Regions from separate parts of the Mus musculus genome. Here region 1 is linked to region 2. Evidence: chromatin contacts called from public Hi-C data. All regions are on one chromosome and are shown on one strand. Each heading gives the region's core, a stretch centred on a gene start, on an enhancer-like site or on the middle of the called end of the contact. The rest is flanking DNA. Distances are from core to core; before and after follow the strand shown. Region 1 holds the start of Zkscan2 (zinc finger with KRAB and SCAN domains 2). Region 2 overlaps Lcmt1 (leucine carboxyl methyltransferase 1).

Region 1 (4,318 bases), core at 843-3,342, 100 kb before region 2:
AGCAAGATCTTAAGAGAGCAATTTCTAGACCAGGAACAAATGGAAATTTGCCACGTACCTCCCTTGACAAACTCCTGTACCAAGCCCGAGACAAAAGGGAGGAGCACTTCCAAGCAGGCATGGTTACGGGTACCTATAACCCCAGAATTCCAGTAGTAGAGGCAGAAAGATTACAAGCCAAGGCCAGCTGGCTACAGAGCCAGATTATCTCAAAAATTATTTTACATCCTATTTCATATTTCATTAAGCTAACATCCTAGTGTGTAGAATGGATGTGTTTCCCAGTTATTCCAAAGTGTGATTATACCACTGCTAGCCAGCCTCCTTTAATTAGCCTGATCTGGTAAGTCTTGATCCATTTTCCCAGTCTAGCAGCAAGAGACTAGACTAATGGCTGCACCTACAAGGAGAAATAGAACCTACCATTCCCTAGTGAGTCTTAAGAAAATTACCACTCTCTGATGTCTCCAGCTTGCATTTATTGACCTGTGTGTGGATTCACTTCTCTGCTGACAAATGTGCTCTTCTGCTCTCAAGACACAAACACTGGTGCTCAAGTAAACATAATAGTTAACTAGCAACCTTTTTAAGACAGGGCCTCGTGTGCCCAGGTTGGCCTCAAAACTTGCTTTGTAGTGAAGAACAACCCTGAACTCTTGATCCTGCTGCCTCCACCACCTCCAAAGTTCTAGGATTACAAGCATGTGCCATCACACCCAGCTCCTTCTTATCTTATACTCTCCTTCACACAGTTCATGGTAAATCTCCCTAAGTCCAACAAGCCTTCAAGTTTGTGACCTTGAGCTGCTGAGATGTGCACCTGGCTTAATACCAACAAGAGGGCCATGTACATAAAAGACCCTATTCTCATCCCATGACTCCCCATCACCTTTAGCGCTTGCACCACCCTTACTGAGGTCTCAGCGCCCTAAACTCTAAAATAGAGACAACCTCATCCTCTCTATGGGATTCTTGTGAAGGCCAGTCTTTGCTCAATCCCCACTAGAGGTCTGTCTTTTGGATCTCATCCTTAGTACTACTTCTTCCAAGAAATTCACCCAGACCTCTTACCTAAACCAAATCTTGAATGTGTTTCTCTTCTTGGAAGGATTCACCCCAGGTATACAGAACTTTATTTGTAACTACTAATGATAGGAGATCTTGTTTTGCTTATCACCTACCACCATGTCTGGTAAGAAACCAGTACTCAATAATACTATCTTTAAATGCAATTAAAACAGGCTGTGTATTGGCTCCATCTCTCCCGTGGCAGATACTAACTAGATGCACCCGCGGATTATTCCGTTCTGACCTTCCTTCAGTTTATGCCGTGCCATTTATCCTTATGGTATTCTCTATGCCGCTTCGATGCTAGAACTAGCCAAATCATGGCAAAACCTTTGAGAAATAAGTCATTGGTCTGTTTTCTAATAAGCTACCTGCCTCTGAGAATAAGAGTTGTGCTGCCCACTAACGATGCCAAGAGCCTAAAACATTGTCACAAAGTAGGCACTTACAGGACAGACATTTATGAGCCAGCAGGCTCTGAGACATCTAGCTATGAAGTTTTGCAGCAGTAGGGGAATCTAGGCCCGGTCCTATTAGGTCCCAGATAGCCCGTTGGCTACTCAGACCTCAGAGCCTTGGGTAATTAAGAGATTCCCCAAAATGAAAATAAGCCTTCTCCTGACCATACATTTGAACAGAGCTAGCCACACATCCTTCCTCAGGAGTCCTGGCTCCAACCAAGGCTCCCAGACAGTAGCAATCCATGCACAGCCAGATGCTGACTGTAATCCCTCCGCCAGTTGTCACAAAGAAGTCCCTCCACCCGCAACCCCAACACACACGCGCGCACCCCTTCCACTAAAGAAATTACTCCAGCCTCCCGCAACGTCTGCCTGGCCTGAGGCAGGACGCTAGCTCGCGTCCTGCTTCACAATCTCTGGAGGAATAGGATCAGACCTCAGCGTGTCCCTCCGCCCAGAATTTCCCTTCACCCTCATTCCTAAAGTCCCTCGGCGGCAAGTCGCGGTGCTGCGCGCTCTCGCGAGATTCCTCCACGCATGCCTTCCCGCCCCCCTCCTTGCCCGCGAGGAAGCCTCGCACGGACCCCGGTCGCGAGCGGCGCATGCGTGGCCGCGGCTCCCAGCGCCCCCCGCGCTCTGCGCTGGCGGAGCTGACAGGGCAGCGCGCCAGCCGTTCGCCGCCCCCCGCGAGGCCTAGCCTCATCCCGCAGCTTCTTCCCCTCTGGCCGAGGTTCTCGGCATCCTCGTGCGGAGGAACCCCGAGCGCTGCAGGCGCCGCTGCGAGTCCGGACATTCCTGCGCTCGCGCCCCTGGTGGGCACCTGCAGCGGCCTGGACCTGGACCAGGACCCCAGGGCTGGCCGCGCCTCGCGGACACACCCCCTCCCGATCGGCGCCTCCGCCCAGCATCAGTCCCCTGGGTCCCCTTCCAGCCTAGCTTCTAACCTAAGGTCTTTCCGACCTTGCACCTTAAAGAACCTCATGGGAGGGGGCGCATCTTGATTGGATAAGAGGCCGGGTTTGCAGACTTTGGGGTGGGTGCACATTCACCCTTTCAAGAGCCTTGTACAAATTTGATTAATCAGCCTGGAGTTCCTTGTCCCAGCTAACTGCTGTCTTTTATGTCTCTACGGTCCCATATTTCCAAGGGCATTAAGTGGAGGGCACTCGGAAGCTTCTCTGGGCCCTGACTTGGAGCTAGACCTGTTGGCCCCATTGGATCATGGCTACTGTCATGAACCCTCAGATCGACGTGGAAGTTGAGGAGTGCCTCATAATGAAAGTGGAAAAGGACTCCGAGTGGGTATCGGAGCCCATTCTGGAAAGATCAGGCAGCACTGAATGTGAGTCCTTCCGTAAATGCTTCAGGCAGTTCTGTTATGAGGATGTGACAGGACCCCATGAAGCTTTCAGTAAACTCTGGGAACTCTGCTGTCGGTGGCTGAAGCCAGAAATGCGTTCCAAGGAACAGATCCTCGAGCAGCTGGTAATCGAACAGTTTCTCACCATTCTGCCTGAGAAGATTCAGACCTGGGCGCAGAAGCAATGTCCAGAAAGCGGAGAGGAGGCGGTGGCCCTAGTAGTGCATTTGGAGAAAGAGACCAGAAGACTTCGAAAGCAGGTGAGCGAGGATTTTAAAGGGATGTGGTGGGAAAGGCAGGTGGGCAGGGCTACATTTCTGGAAGAAGAGCTCATTATAGAAATAAATGGGACTTTTAAAAGATCCGGAAACCAAATTCCCCAAAAAGCAGATTTGAAATTCATACTAAATGGAGGAGAGAATTTTGGTTGAACTATGATCTTGCAAATTAAACTAAAAGTATGGTTTGTTTGTTCTAATCCTCAGTATAATGTTTCTACCAAAACGATAGAGACAGTATTAAATAGCTAATGCCTCACAGGGTTTGGTGGGAGAGGGAGATCTCATGGATCTCCAGAGCCCTCCCTAACCCTTACCATTCCAGCAGGTGTCCTGTGAAATACTCTCTGTGCCGTGCTCCTCCGCGCTCATCCAGTTTAACGGCCAGATCATCATTTTTCTATGTCCCTGCTTGCCGGTCTGTAGTTATTCTCAGCGCCCTCTTGTTAACCGTGTGAAGTCCTCAGTGTCTGACAGGTTTACAGTCTCACCTTGCACAGGGTGTGCTCAGGAGTTGATTTTGTGATTCTTCACTTCACTAGTGTTCTGATTAGTTCTCTGTGCACCTGATATATAAGAGGACTTTGTAGTAATGACCCCTCAAAAAAATACACAAATAAAGAGCGCTCTCCTTTTCCCATATTCCCAAATGACTGTGAGCCCGCTTCCGTCCGTGGAGATCCTCTCCCCCCTCAGTTCTCCTGCCCTTTAACGTCTCTGTTGGGACTGCAATTCCTTTCCTCCGATTTTCTTTGTTGATGTTGACTTTGTTTTGCAGGTCAGTAGCCCTCTGCCTTCAGAGAAGCAAGCCCCACCTAGAACTGTGTGGGAAGTAGCTGACTTTGAGCCAGAGCAACTGGAGACCCAGCACAGGGTTGTTTCTCTGGAGGAAGCTGGAAGCCTCCACTCAGGACACCAAGAACAGCTGAACCAAAAAAGGGAACATAGGCCATTACCTAAGAATGGTAAGGACTCAGAGTACACCAGGTCAGAGACCGTGTAGTTTATACTGTATCCCTAACACTATGGCTCACTCAGTAGAGGTCCCTTCAATATCCATTTGACAAGTAAATTGAATATTTGAAGTAAATTTTTCATCTATTTCAAGAATCAGAATTATTTACTACCAAAATAAAATGGGATCATAAAGA
Region 2 (4,336 bases), core at 290-2,789:
ATCTGAGTTTTCAGGAAATCGTGCAGTGCCATCTAGTGGCAAAGGCGTATCTTCAGCTGAAGAACAGTTCTTTCCAATCAATCCTTAGAGGGAAGGGGGAGGGCGTGTTCTCAACAGAGTGGCTAAACTCAGGTCCTCACCATTTGACAGGCGCCAGCTCACTGGGGCTTTTTCATCCCCAGTAGGGAGGAAGGAAAAGAAGACTACTTGAAGGAAGATGAGCATCGGAATCTGGGGTTCACAGCCATCCACTTGGGATTAACTAAGCAAACTGGTGCACCAACACAAAGAATGCCAACCGGTCTCCAAGGCCCAGAACCCATGACTTGGGGTAGGTCCTTTTAAAGAAGAAAACAAAATGCCACTCTACTCTCTGAAGTTTCTTTCATCTGACTTGGACCAGAAGGCATCAAACAACAGTTTCAAACAGCAATTCAGGTCTACGTTCTATAGCCCTGGGTGTGTGGGGTTGGGAGGGCAACTGCCCAGCCTTGCCAACAAACGCCTACTGTATCTAACTGCACAGGTGATAGCAACCCTTACTGACAGACTCCATGACACTCACAAAGGATAAACGGTATCTGATGCCACAGGAGAAAAATACGTGTCACAGAATTGAACGGTTGCCTTCCTCACTAGAGACACTTAAGCCTGACTATCGGGTAAACCTAAAAGGCAAGGAGTCACCCAGGAGAAATACCAGAAGCCCATTCATTACAAAGCACTTATATTATCACAAAATAAAGAACTCTCAAAAAGTAGGAAGAAATTCCTAGAGGTAAAAATGGATGAAAACACATATTTGGGGGACAATTCACAAAAGAAATAAAAACTAACTAATAAACATAAAAGCTCAGCCTTAACAATTCTTAAAGGCAAAAGAAGAGCTCAAATAAAGCACCATTTTTCTTTTCAAACTGGCACCAAATCTATTTCTGAGCAGAGCTTGGATTTGGAGGACGAGGAAGCAGCCAGCGCTCAAGCATGGCTGCCAGGTGGTGGCAGGCACACCAGTGCCACAGGTGCGGCGCCAACAGGAATATAAAGCATGGGATACGTGCATATGCGAGGAGCTGACAATCCCACTTCATCCTAATAACCAAGAACGGGCACAAAGACAATTCCATGTGCAAGATGTCCCAACTTTGTTAGGAACTAATCCACAGGTACCCAAGATGCCCCACTAGATACCAATCGCTTGAAATGGTATTAGCAGCAGTTAATACCACCACACCACCCATGATGCTAAGCACCAACTCTGCTTGCTGGTTCTTCTCTCTCTCTCTCTCTCTCTGTGTGTGTGTGTGTGTGTGTGTGTGTGTATGTACGTAACACATAGATTTGTGTGTGTGTGTGTGTGTGTGTGTGTGTGTGTGTGTACATAACACATAGATTTGACTGCAAAGACCGTTCTCAGTACCAAGCTTCCAGCCTGGGTGTGAACTGCTTGTGGTCTCCAAAGCCTCTTACTACCTCCAATTGTAATTTTATTGCCGCCCTTTCACGTCTTTCAGTTTCCCTTTTACTGTCCATGGCCTGAGCGTTTCTTCTTGCTTTATGAATGGAAAGCAGAAGCAGCTTCTTCCGGGTCACAGGCTGCCCCTAACTAAGCATTTACTGAGGTCTGAGTGGATCTGCTGACCTAACTTGTTGAAGCATGCAAGAAACGACACACCTCAGGAGTCCCACCCCAAATGTGGGAGACGCCACGCCTCTGGCTGGGGGCCTGGACAGAATTAGAGGAGGGAAAGGAAGAGCTATGTGAGCACCTGTGTTCCCCTCTCTGCTTCCTGGTCTGCCAGGGCCAGAGCATTTCTCCTCCACCACAGGCTCCTGCCACCAGGATGTTTCTGCTCAGGCTTCTGGAGCAAAGAAACAATGGACTGAATGGATCCTCCTAACACTAGGAGCCAGAAGAGATCTTTTCTCCCTTAAGTTATCTACAGTAGGCAATCTGGCCACAGCAATGGAAAAGGAGTCCATGCACTGTTGAAAGCAGTCACTGAACACTGAGAAATGGTTCCAACACTCACAGCAGGGAGCAGTCACTGAACACTGAGAAACGGTACCAACACTCACAGCAGGGTGCAACGGCAAGAGCTCACCCAGAAAGGTCCCTTGGTCCAATGTCTCCAACTTACCAAACCATGAGTCAGTACTCATGGACGCCATGACGGTCTATCTCCATTGTCAATTTGATCGGATCAACACTGAAGCAACTCTCTCTGTAAGGGAGTTTCTAGCCTGGGTTAACTGATGTGTAGGCAGCACAATTCTGTGGCTGGAATTTTAAACTGGATAAAGAGCACCAGTGTCCATCTCTCTGCTGCCCGCCTGGCTCCCGTCTGATGGCCTCATCTCCCTCTATGCCACTGTTCACTGCACTTTTACAGGAAGCTTTATAACTAAGGTTAGTGTGAAGTACCAATTTTGACCTTTTCAAAACACTTTGAATCTTTTTTTCCCAGATCCTTTATATTTCCATATATATTTCAGAATAAGCCTGTTATTTCTTAAAAAAAAGAAAAAAGAAAAAAGATGGACTGAATTTAGACCAGAGTGAAATGACTCTATATATCAACTTGAATAGAACAGAAATCCATTTTTTGTTTTATCCTGTTTCTGAGGCAGGGACCCACTATAAACTCACTATATAGCTATAAATGGCCTTTTAAACTCTTAATCCTTCTGCCTCCGCTTCAGACATGCTGTGATTACAGGTGTGCACAACCCCATACTTGGCTCAGATGTCTTAGCAATGCCCTACCACCTGTTGTGTCTGGCCAGTAGATCACAACATGGGTTTTAGCCTGGAAAGGCATTTTGGAAACCTGGAAGAGAAGAGGGGCTGGGCTGCGCGAGATAAGGAAGGAACCAAGACAAAGCTCTCTGCTCAAGGTTCAATTTTTACTATTTCGGCATTCAGTTATAAAGGAAGGGGGAGGGGCCCAATTCCCGCCAAATAATCTTGGGATCCAGTAGCAGGGTGATCACGTGATGGCTTCGGAACAGCAAAGCAGCAGGTTCTAGCAGTAGGCGTGACAGAAAGATTGAGCGGGAAGCTCCATCCCTGAGCAAGCAGGTTTCAGGCTGGGGGAGGGGAGATTACAACCACCAATGTGAGAAAGTACATCTCCAATTAAACCTTTAATCTCAAGAAGCAAAGCAGGTTTCTGTGTGGAGAGGTTTCATATCTCTCATTAGATTTATTCCTATCATGAATAGTTTATCTTTTGCCCTATCACAAATGATATTCCAGTGTTTTATTTTCCTGCATGTAGATATATGCACACAGAACATGTTTGCCTAACAAAAGATTCTACCTAGGGGCTCAGAGGTTAAAAGCATTGACTGCTCTTCTGAAGGTCCTGAGTTCAAATCCCAGCAAGCACATGGTGGTTCACAACCATCTGTAATGGGATGCCCTCTTCTGGTACGTCTGAAGACAGCTACAGTGTAGCTATTTATAATAATAAATAAAATCTTTGGGCCAGAGCGAGCAGGGCAGGAGCAATCAGGGTTGACCGGAGCAAGTGGGGCCCGACCAAAGGGAGCAGAGGTCCTAAATTCAATTCCCAGCAACCACATGATGGCTCACAACCACCTGTACAGCTACAGTGTACTCATATATATAAAATAAATCAATAAACCTTAAAAAAAGATTCTACCTAGAATCTTTAATGAGTTCCAACAAATGAACATCAATAAAAACAGGCAAAAGATTTTAACACAGAAGGCAAAAGACCAAGAAACAGCAATGAATGCATGAAAACGTGTTTGATTGCCATTAGTCACCAGCGGAATGCTATTTAAAACCATAACAAGATGCATTTCACATACAGTGGCAATGCCACATGCGACTGGAGTTCTGCTGCATCACTGGAGGGACTTGTAAACACACAAACCAGGAGGGACCTAGTGTGCCTGCTGAAGACGAACCCACCTATGACTGGGTTTGACAACTGTAACAAATTGGTAACTAACTCTTAAGTCACCTATAATGCATCAGTGTGGCATGAAGAAGAGAAATAAAACAACTTCCCCTTGGAGTCATTTAATTGAGTCCAGGTTCGAATTCCCTACTTTGTACTCCCTGTGTCTTCTGCCCTGTCTGTCTGTGGCATGAGTTTAAATCTGTGCCTGCCTGAAAGCTGTCTTGTAAATCCATCCGTGTATCTGTGTGTTCTACATGTAACTGTGTCTTTGTGTATGTGTGTATATCTGTGTCTATATGTCTGACCCACACAAAGAGCTTTGTTCTATATTTACTGAACACCACAGAGTGTATCACACGAGGAAGAGATGGGATACTTGACAGAAATCTTTAACCAAGTTT

What was found. A called contact is a pair of places that touch in the nucleus more often than the background predicts.
Region 1: a Hi-C map of uterus shows a contact between it and region 2, with 5 times the contacts expected there. The contact joins the promoter of Zkscan2 here to the enhancer-like site in region 2. A contact is called at or near these places in 2 of 39 promoter capture datasets (both in liver), 4 of 484 Hi-C or Micro-C datasets (the G1E-ER4 cell line, liver, rod photoreceptor and 1 more) and 2 of 9 other capture datasets (adipose tissue and macrophages).

What each region holds. Positions count from the first base shown.
Region 1 is chr7:123,498,400-123,502,717 of GRCm38.p6, reverse strand. It overlaps Zkscan2 (zinc finger with KRAB and SCAN domains 2), which reads left to right and starts at 2,092. Exons shown (of 7, transcript NM_001081329.2): 1 at 2,092-3,149; 2 at 3,946-4,132. The coding sequence starts at 2,751.
Region 2 is chr7:123,394,799-123,399,134 of GRCm38.p6, reverse strand. All of the region lies in intron 1 of Lcmt1 (leucine carboxyl methyltransferase 1), which reads right to left. Among named protein-coding and RNA genes, the nearest start is that of Lcmt1, 19 kb to the right of the region's middle. Within about 2 kb of position 1,539, at least 43 of the 459 cell types and tissues checked have an H3K27ac peak or open chromatin away from gene starts, as enhancers often do. A contact at or near this core is called in macrophages and uterus, where this site is marked.